Linked DNA regions of Arachis hypogaea: region 2 is linked to region 1. Evidence: chromatin contacts called from public Hi-C data. All regions are on one chromosome and are shown on one strand. Each heading gives the region's core, a stretch centred on a gene start, on an enhancer-like site or on the middle of the called end of the contact. The rest is flanking DNA. Distances are from core to core; before and after follow the strand shown. Region 1 has its middle 10 kb from the start of LOC112706190. Region 2 holds the start of LOC112706195 (VQ motif-containing protein 9).

Region 1 (5,898 bases), core at 578-3,077:
AAGGGTGGCGAGGGAGAAATGACTAAAAAACATATATGAGAACTAAACTATTAAGGATAATTTAAAAAATTCATTAATTTCGGGGAATAGCGGGGACGGAGCAGGGATCCCCGTTCGGTCTCTGCGCCTGCTTCGGAGAAATTTTGTCCCCCATCTCCATCTTTGTAAAAAAAAATTTCATAATCGAATCCCCATTCGAAACAGTCTCCGTAAAAATCTCTGTGTCTCATAAAATTTTACCATCCCTAGTTTGAGATGTGTAATATCTAGGATTAAAAATTATTAAATCCATCGGGAAAAAAAAAAGACAAATACTGAATTTTGATTATTGTCCTTCTTGTTCCTGAATTTATTGTCCAACTAACTAAGCAACGGAGTAATTAATTTTCCAAAAACTGCATAAACAAAGACAGTGGTGGTAACAAGTACCACTAATGTCTAAAACAAAGCAACTGGTACTTTAATAATTAATAATAATGTCTGGCATTTTGCCATTGTAAAAAGTTATAAAAACCTAAAAAGAAAGCTAGCTAGTAAGTAGTAACCACTAATCAGAAGTAGTAGTACGACATCCCACCGTTTTAAAAAATGTAATTCTTTTTAAAGAGAAAAAATTGTAACTAATTTTTTTAGGAGACTATCTAATTATATATTATATGCCAAAAATTTTCCTCTATTATGGAAAAAAAAAATCTTCACTACTTTAGAAAACAAAGTTCACCGTAGCATGATCCAATAGATTTGAAAGAGAAAAACTGAAATTGCGATAATGTCAGTCCTTGTTGCAATTTGCAAACGTGATCACGCCACACGCTCTAAGTTGTAATTTTGTATTTGCAAATGGTACTTCGTTGTAGCCCCAAGAACCAGAAGCATTCCTTAGTACGCATTCCACAGAAAACATTAACACTGTTTGCAGTTTGCACTTAACACTTCACATTATTGGTACGGTGTGCATCTACTTGCCTATTCACTGACTATATATTTAGACCAAAACAGATATTAGTAACAACTAACATAAATAAATATAAAAGAAATTAGTTTTCAAATTTAGCTTTTGAAGTATTTTAATCAGATATAATTTATAGATTTTTTTAATTATAAAAGTGTGAATATTAACAAAAATAACTTAAAGGTTAAACCTAATTAAAATATCAAACAATTGAACAACAACTTAAAAAATTTAACTCGTAATTATATGTCAAATATACATTTAAAAAATCAATGCACACGTTCAAAGTTAGACTATATATAAAAATATTGAATATGAACATATGACTAATTTCTAACATAACAAGGGCGGCCAATATTTTGGATATAAAAAAAATTTTGGTATACCACTTAATTATTGAATTTCGTTGTGTTTTTTGAAATTCTGGAGCGCTCAAATTTTAAAAAAGCACCATAAAATTTAATAATCGAGTGTTACCAAAATATATATATATATATATATATATATATATATATATATATATATATATATATAAATAAACGGACAAAGCCTTTCAAATGTGAGTAATAACCTTTTTTGTTATCTACAGAAATGAATGTGAGTGGCGTAAAAAATTTGCCGGTTTGAAATTAGGTGATAATTTAAGTACAGTCAATTTTATATGAGGTTGACAATTAAGAATGTTAGATGAAAATTTAATCAAATCAGTTAAATTATTTAATAACTTGTAATTATTCACTTCATTTGAAATCGAGTACAACTTGAGTTTTCACCCATTAAAATGATTAGAAAAAGAGTGGTGAGTGTTGACTGTTGACCACGAGGACCATGCCATTCTCACATGGATACAGTAGCATATAGAGAGGCCTTTGTAGGCATCACTTTGGGTCAGAGCTTCACTTCATCTTCACCCACTCAGATTCATACTTATTCTCCTCATTACTCTATCACCTTAATTCACTCATTCATGTTCTCATATCTATCGTCTTATGAGCTGGCCTCTATTATTTAAACAAAAATTCTTTAATTTTTAATTTATGTAAAACGTTTATGTATATTATTAGTTAATTTTGGAAACATATCAATAGGCACAAGCTGCAAAATTAACAAAGAAAAACATATTTCGGGTAGGCTGTCGTAATAAATATATTTTTAATATAATTTTGCAGATACGATAACCAGCTAAATAGGAACAATTCATTTACATTGTACATTTTTGTTCTTAAATAATTTATTAATTAAAAATAAAAATATCAATAAAAAATATCTATTATTTTAATTCAAATAAAATATCAAAAATTAAAATTAATAAAAATAAAATTTTAAATTTTGTGTTTTAGTTTAAATTTAAAAAAAAAATCAACATTCATACAAATTTATGAATTTAAAATAGGACGATTACACGTTTTTAAAATTCATTAAAAATAGTTTTTTGATTCACTGGAACATCCAGAAAACCGATTTTGGAATATTGATGTTAAGAAATTGTTGGTGGGTTCTCAACCAAATAGGACCACAAGTTTTAAAAGAAAAAAAATAGAAAAACAAATAAATAAAAGAAAGTGGCCTAATAGTCATGAGAGAGGGAGAGAGAGTTTGAAAGCCTCTCTTTTCAAAAGAAAAGAAAGAAGGAAACAGAAAGGGCGGCGTCGAGAGAAGAAAAAAATTTGGGGGAAAAGAGCATGCTAACCTTGATCACATTGACTTGGTAAACTTGTTCCATTTTTTATGAAATTTTAGTATGTTATTCCTGGTGTAGAGATGAACATTAAGATATAACTTGCTAGTTGTATTGCCTTCTCTTTTGCCTGATTTGAGATACCCACTTTGTGGAGGGTTTATGTTGATTCCACCAGTTTTGGTGATGTATTTTGTTGATTGTTGAGATGTCCTAGTATCACTAGGAAGACTGTTTGTGTACCCATTATTCTGATAGTGGAAGATTTTTCTGGAATAGGTCCCGTGGATTTTTTTGTCCCTCTTTTGGAGATTTTTCCACGTTAAAATTTTGGTGTCTGATTATTTAATTTCTGCCATTATATTTGCTGCTTGGAGTATCTTTGGTGTTGCCCATTTAATTGCACAGGTTGTGGAAAAATTATTTCTGGTGCTTCCGCTGTTAAACAGGTTCTTGTTTTTGAACCTTTATTGAGTTTTCCCAACAAAGTGGTATCAGAGCTTTCGTTGTTTATCTCTGTGCTGATTAAATGGAGGAAAATACTCATGGACCGAATATGGTCAAATTGAATTCCCAAAATTATTCAATTTGGAAGACCCTCATGGAAGATATGTTGTATAGCAAGGACTTGTATGATCCTGTGGAGGGGGATAAATCCAAAGGTACTAAATCCGATGCTGAATGGAAGAACCTGAATCGGAAGGCAGTTGCTTTGATTAGGCAATGGCTTGATCTTAGTGTGTATCCACATGTTGACACCGAAACGAATGCTGAGAAGATGTGGAAGAAATTGAAGGAGTTATATGAGAGAAAGAATGTGCAAAACAAAGCATTCTTGATTAGGAAGCTTGTCAATATGAAGTATGTTGAAGGTAAATCAATGCCGGAGCACTTGAGTATTTTTCAGGAGACGGTGAACCAACTGACAAATAATGAAATCACTTTGAATGATGAGTTGCAAGCCTTGTTGTTGTTGATCTCTTTGCCTGATAGTTGGGAAGTTCTGGTTGTGACACTGACTAACTCAGCTCTAAAAGGAAGGTTGACGTTAGCAATGGTTGAAGAGAGCATGTTGAATGAAGAAGCCAGAATAAGAGAGCGAGGTTTGACTAATGCCTTCTCCCAGTCAGAAGCACTTGTTTCAGAGTCATGGGGGAGAAGTCAAAGTAGAAAACCTCACAGTTCTGACAGGTCAGAGAGTCGAAGCAAGTCAAGAGGAAAGTATAAGCCAAGAAAGAAGTTCATTTATCACCATTGTGGCAAGTCGGGACATATCAAGAGGTATTGTAGGTTCTTGAAAAAAGAACAATCAAGGGGAAGAAACGAAGACAAATGTAAAGATAGTGATAAAGAAACTGTTGCTATTGTTTATGAAGATGTTTTTATCACATATGATGAAAATTATGTGAATCTTGTCTGTGATGATTCCACTTGGATTATGGACTCTGGTGCCTCATGTCATGTCACTCCGAAGCGTGAATTTTTCACTTCCTATACTGCTGGAAATTTTGGCAAGATCAAATTGGGAGATAAAGGAGTGTGTGATATCATTGGTATGGGTGATATGTGGCTTGAAACTAACATGGGATGCAAGTTGCAGTTGAAGAATGTTAGGCATGCGCCAGATATGCGGTTCAATCTCATTTCAGTGAAGGCATTGGATCAAGAAGGGTATTGCACTTCCTTTGGTAGTGAAAAATGCAAGGTTACCAAAGGAGCTCTCATTGTTGCTAGAGAAGACAATAGTCTCACTACTCTCTACCGGTTGCAAGCAAAGTTGTGCAAAGAAGATGTGAATGTAGCTGGTGATTCATTTTCTGATTTGTGGCATATACGTCTTGGTCACTTGAGCGAGAAAGGACTAAGCGTCTTAGTCAAGAAGCACTCATTTCCCATGAAAGGTACAACTTTAAATACTTGCACTCATTGTTTTGTTGGAAAGCATGCTAGAGTATCATTTCATAATTCTGGACCTCATAGGAGATTACATGTTCTAGATTTAGTTCACACTGATGTTTGCACTATGGATGCTAAGACACTAGGTGGTGCATCATATTTTGTTACTTTTATTGATGATTATTCTCGAAAAGGGTGGGCTTTTGTTTTGAAATCTAAAGACCAGGTGCTCGGTATCTTCAAACACTTTCATGCAAGTGTTGAAAGAGAAACAGGAAGAAAATTGAAATGTGTCCGAGCAAATAATGGTGGTGAATACAGGGGTCCGTTTGAAGAGTACTGTAAAGGACATGGGATCAAGCTTGAGAAGACAGTTCCTAAGACTCCTCAACATAATGGAGTTGCAGAGAGAATGAATCGCACTATCAATGATAGAGTAAGGTGTATGCTTTCTCATGCAAAGTTGCCTAAATCCTTTTGGGGTGAAGCGATGAGGACTGTAGTAGATTTGATCAACCTTTCTCCCTCTGTTCCACTTAATGGTGATGTTCCAAAGAAAGTTTGGAGAGGGAAAGATGTCTCCTATAGTCACTTGCGAGTGTTTGGCTGCAGGGCTTTTGTTCACATTCCAAGAGATGAAAGGTCTAAACTTGATGGGAAGTCAAAGCAGTGTATCTTCATAGGTTATGGTCACGAAGACTTTGGTTACAGATTATGGGATCCGGTGAGCAAGAAGATAATTAGAAGCTGAGATGTGATTTTTCTTGAAGACCAAACTATTGAAGATCTTGAGAAGACAGATAAGCCAACAGTAACTGTTAGACGTTCTGCTGATGATGAACCTGGTCCTTCCACTAGATCTCCTGTTGATGGGGGAGATGTACAAGTTGATAATGATGATGATGATTTGCATGATGAATCTACACCTCAACCTGAGGTGCCAGATGTTGTAGTTCCACCTGAACCACCAGTTGAGCCTGAATTGAGAAGATCTACTAGAGAGCGCCATCCTTCTCAGAAATACTCTCCTCATGAGTATGTGATGAACACTGAGACTGGGGAGCCAGAGAGCTACCAGGAAGCTATGTCTGATGAGCATAAAGAAGATTGGTTGAAGGCCATGCAAGAGGAAATGAAATCCTTGCATGAGAATCATACTTTTGAATTGGTGAAGTTAACGAAGGGTAAGAGAGCATTCAAGAATAAATGGGTGTTCAAGTTGAAAGCGGATGAAAATGTCTCACGGCCAAGGTACAAAGCTCGATTGGTTGTGAAAGGCTTTGAGCAAAAGAAAGGTATTGATTTTGAGGAGATTTTCTCTCCAGTTGTGAAGATGTCCTCTATTCGAGTTGTGCTTGGATTGGCGGCTAGC
Region 2 (5,128 bases), core at 969-3,468, 110 kb after region 1:
ACATTTCTTTAACCATGATTCCAATGGAAGAATTTCAAACCAAATTTTCTTCACCATAACATTTCCAAGGAGCAAGACTGCTCCCTAAGACATTCACAGCAAAACTGGTCAACTATTTCTAATTCAAGACCATTGAGGCTTCCAGATGCAGCACTGCAAGACCACAACCCCTTAAAAAAGAAGGTAGGGGACCATTATCTCAAAACCAACTAATTCAAGCCAGAAAATGTTGCTAATATAGCTAGACTGACAAACAGCAAAGAAATAGCAATATCTACATTAGTACATTACAAGACAATTACATATTCAACTAAATGAAATAGAAGATTAAAAAAAAGCAAAAACATAAAAAAGACATCATAAAAAGAGAAATGTTGAAGGCAACAATAAAAGGTTTTTACATTTAAAAAAAAAAAAGAAAGAAAGAAAGGCATGATCGAACTATATTTGTATAAACCTAATTTCTCCTGATTCCCCCCAAATATCCAAATATCCCTAAAAAAACCATAGATAAATGCAAAATTGTTCCTTTCTCATGTCTTTGATATCCCATTTACAGAAAATAAAATAAAGCAAAGTAAATTAAGAAGTAGCAGTAGACTAGTTTAAGTCCAACCACCACAAATTGAATAAACCGTCATTGCCGCCACCACTGCCTCCTAAAACCATTTACAGAACCAACAAAAGAACCAATCCTATAACCTGAATCTCGAAAAACCATCATCAACATCATATTCTGGCCATTGCCCATTGCTTCTTACCTACTTCAAAGACCTCTCCACCTAGGGCTCGGAACAGGCACGGTTGGTGAAAGAGGAAGCTGCGGAAACCCTAATTGACCTGAATTTGGGGAAAATAGCAGACCCGGAGATAACAGAGGGTAAGAGGAAAGGCCGAACGGTGAATTCAAGCACCCAAATGGTGAAGGAGGAGATGGAAACGGAAATTGCGCCTGCGATGTGACCGTTGGCTGCGGCTGCGGCTGCGGCGGTGGCGGCGCTTCCGAGGGAACCACCGCCTGGTGCGTCAATGGAATCTGCTGTGGTGGTGGTTGCGATTCTTGCTCCGACGCAACCTGAGGCTGAGGCTTTGACTCTGGTTGTGGATGAGACTGCGACTGAGGTTGATGCTGAGATTGGGGTTGCGGTTGCGGTGGATTGAAGCTGTTCCAGCGTGGCGAGACCAAAGGTTGCAACGGCGAAAACCCTGAGAAATGCTTCGAGCTTTGGTCCACGTTGTTACCGTGAAGATACCTTAGGTAGGCGGAAACAGGGGACTCAGCGGCAGCGTGGACAGCAGGCAACGGCGGAAGAGGAGAGAGAGGCGGCGCTGCTGGCCTGCCGAAGCCAGAAAAGCCTCCAAGGCCAGCAGCGTTGACGGTGGGCTGCGGAGGCGGCATCTGATGGGGGCGAAGCATAGAGGGCGGGCGGTTAGCAATCTGAGGAAGCGGAGGAGGGCGGATCCTCTGGAGACGGGAGCTCGGGGGCCTGGGCTGGTGAATGGGGGGAGGGGTGGAGATTCTTTCATGGGCCGGTGAGCCCGTGAGCTTCTGGACAACATCCCTGAAGTCGTTCTTGTTGATGTTGTAGACTGGTGGCTGGTGCTGCAGGTTCTGATGCTGCGACGACAGTTGAAGGCTGTTGTTGTTGGCGTTGGTGGTTGGGTTTTGATTCTGGTGGGCTTCGAAGGGGTTGGGCTTTTTAGCGACGGTGGTGCTGGTGGTGGCGGGTTTAGAGATCTTTTGAGAGAGCTTGTTGAGTTGCCTCAGGTAGTTGTCTCTGCTTGTGCTGTTACTTTGAGGTGCTGCTCCTTCTGCACTATCCATTTCCCACAACAACGCCACTCTTCTCTTCTCTCAAGATCTAAATGTTGTGACTTCTCTGCTGCTACCCTTTCTTTGCTCTTATCACACGCCCACACTATGAGAGACTAGGGACCCCAAAACTCTACACTCCTTCAATATTAATATTCTCTATATATACTTCTTTTTCCTTCAATAATTTTCTCTTAATTAATTAATCAGAGATAAATGTTGCAAGATGTGGATACTGAATAACTTTGAAAATGGTTGGGGAAAAAAAAGATGGAATATGTCTCTGTCTATTTGGTGCTTCTGTTCTTTCACTGCTTTTAATAATTAATATTTATTTTTATTTATTTATTTTTTCTTTTACAAAGGCTTCAAAGAAGAGAACAGGACAGAATGGCACAAAAGAAGGGAACTAGCGAATCCATTTTCCGCTACTACTCTTATATCATCATGTGTATCTTATCTCCTACTAATAATTCATATATTAATTGCCTAACGTCACACTACACTCGGTGCTATGCTATGTGTCATAGACTCGTAACTCCAGTGAGACAAAAGCTGAATATTACCAAAATAAAAAATAAAAAAATCTCATCCAATTATTCTTGCTATCATAACCTTCGCTAAAACTAAAAAGGATTGCTTGATGAGTATTGAATTTCAGAAATGTAACATTTAGTTATTAAATTACTAGCAGTATAGTAGTAGAGGGAGGGGACGATTCAATCATTCACGTGGAGTGTTTGGGTCAAAGTCACTGTTTTAGGTCAAACCTGTTAAGGATGCCTTCGGCTTTTGGCAGTGACCGGTTCGGCCACGACACAGAATCTTAAATCAGCTTATGCCCATTGCCCAGCACGAGAATGATGGCTCCATCCAAAAATAGAAAACACGAATATGGCCCTCATACACCCAAACCCAGAATCAACCAAGCCTTTACTATTTTTCACATTAATTTAGTTATAATAAGTGTCTTACTAAAGAAGTAAAGAAATGGATACTTAACCAACAAAAATAGAGATTAAAAAATTTATAGAGTCAAACATTTTTATTAAAATTTAACCAGTAATTAATTAATAAAAAATAAATAATTTTACATTACTAAAAATACTAATAATAATTAATTAATAACTACAAATTATAAAATTTGTTGTTTCTTAAGACTTTCCTATCCGTATATTTAAAAAGTCTTGCCGAGCTTTTCCATAATCATTAGAAACGAATTGATATTTTGTATATTTTTTTCTTTCATATTAATTTCTTTTAGAATAAGTGTATATTTGGATATCATTATTTTGTAAAAAAATGATTTTTTTTATTTTTTAATGTGTTTGGCAAATTTCTAATAGTAAAAATAAAAGCATTAGTAAAATAAAAAAAAATCTTTTTTGAGAAGATGTAATTTACGTCTTTTTTTTAAAGATCTTTTTTCCTTAAAAAAAGATATTTTTCATGTAATAAATAAACAAAAAATACTTTTATATTGTTATACCCAAACATAATTGATAGATAAAAATATCTTTTTATATGAGATATTCAAACAAAAAATTACTTTTACTTTTCTATAAGATCTTTTAAAAAAAGATAACTCAAAAAAAATCTTTTCTTAAAAGCACACCCAAACAAGCCCTAATTTTTAAACATTTTTATCAAGTAAGGATATTATATTTTTTGTTAATTAAATAAATTTTAATTTTTATCTATTATATTTTATGGCAATAGTTCAAATTTAAGATGTTTTATTTATTTTAAATTTTTAATAACAATTTAATTTTTTAAAAATAATGTACTCTTTACTTTCTCAAAACTATTAATATTTGCCTTAGTTCTCACCAAAAGAATTAATTTATTGCATTCCTTTATCGAGTGAAAACCTATTAGTCTTAATAATAAATTAGTATATTAGTAATCTTTTTAAAAAACATGGAAATATGGTTAATTGTTTAGTATATTGTTTTAGATGTTCTGCTTGAATTATTCAAAGGTATTCCCGTAAAATATAATTTGATAATTGACTTCAGATTAATAAAAAAGATATTAAATTACTAATACAAGATATTCCATATAAAAAGAACAATAAAGTTATGTGTCTAAATTTTTTTACGTTAAGTCTTTAACTAACTCACAATGTATTTTTTCTTAAAATATAGTATATATGCAGTGTGCTTCTTTTTTTCTTTTTTTTCATTATTTTTTTCTACACTTTTTTTAATTATTCTTTTTTATATATGTTTTTTTACTATATTTATATTTTTATGTATTATGTACAAATTTTTTTGTATTATGTATAAAAAATATATTTTATTTAATGATAATTTAAATATATTTTTTTAAAAATATAATAAATCATATTTAATAAATTCAATGTTAAATAAAAGTAAATACGGTCAATGTTTCATAGATATGGAAAATACTCAATATTATTTTGACCAAGAAAAAATATTCTTAATTACTATTTAATAAATACTATTCTAAATAAAAATAAATGTAGTCAATGTTTTTAAGATATAGAAAGTACTCAATATTATTGCTAAGAATATAAAATAGTTATTAATTACTACAAATAATTAAATAAAATAATTATTAATAAAATGATGTTATGAGTGAAGTTAAAATGATTTGGACTCTAAGGAATTATTTTTCTTTTGTTTGACACCATGCATTTTTTTTTAATAATACTGTATAGTGGTAATTAATAAAATTAACCACTTCATGTTTTGGTCAAAAGTCCATTTCTCTGTACTGTGCTGGTCAACAATTCTATTGAACGTTTTTTCATACTTCCAAAGAGCTTTTTAAGTTGAGGTTTTGATGCATCCTCATCATAATTACTTCTAATCCCCTGTTGTGAGTAACAGCCGAGGTTGTTTGGGAAAACAAAATTTGTCACTTTGACTAGTCTATTTTATTATGAAAATGATATTTATATTATTTTTTGGGCACATCTTATGTTATACATTCTTCTTTTTTTTAAATGATACATAGTTATTTCCTTTTTTTTATTATATTCACGTTTATATCTAAAAATTAAAAATGTACATATAAATATACTAAAAGACAAATATCACAACTCTTTAATTAATTAATTAATTAATTATCATTATAAATGAGAAATACATCGATTTTTTAGTCATAATTTAAATTTAGTATGAAAAGATTTATGTATTTTTTGTATATTATATATATATATATATATATATATCAAGAATCTATTTATAAATAAATTTAATAAAAAAATATTTATCTTTGAAATAAAAAGATACGAACTTATTTATATATTTTTTTAAAAATAATTTAACAACAGCCTATAATTAATGC

What was found. A called contact is a pair of places that touch in the nucleus more often than the background predicts.
Region 2: a Hi-C map of leaf shows a contact between it and region 1, with 2.7 times the contacts expected there. The contact joins the promoter of LOC112706195 here to the enhancer-like site in region 1. A contact is called at or near these places in 2 of 8 Hi-C or Micro-C datasets (both in leaf).

The regions. Positions count from the first base shown.
Region 1 is chr8:13,265,959-13,271,856 of arahy.Tifrunner.gnm2.J5K5, forward strand. No RefSeq gene overlaps it. Among protein-coding and RNA genes, the nearest start is that of LOC112706190, 10 kb to the right of the region's middle. Within about 2 kb of position 1,828, at least 2 of the 3 cell types and tissues checked have open chromatin away from gene starts, as enhancers often do.
Region 2 is chr8:13,373,685-13,378,812 of arahy.Tifrunner.gnm2.J5K5, forward strand. LOC112706195 (VQ motif-containing protein 9) reads right to left here and starts at 2,219. Exons shown (of 1, transcript XM_025757367.3): 1 at 375-2,219. The coding sequence starts at 1,825. The coding sequence ends at 767.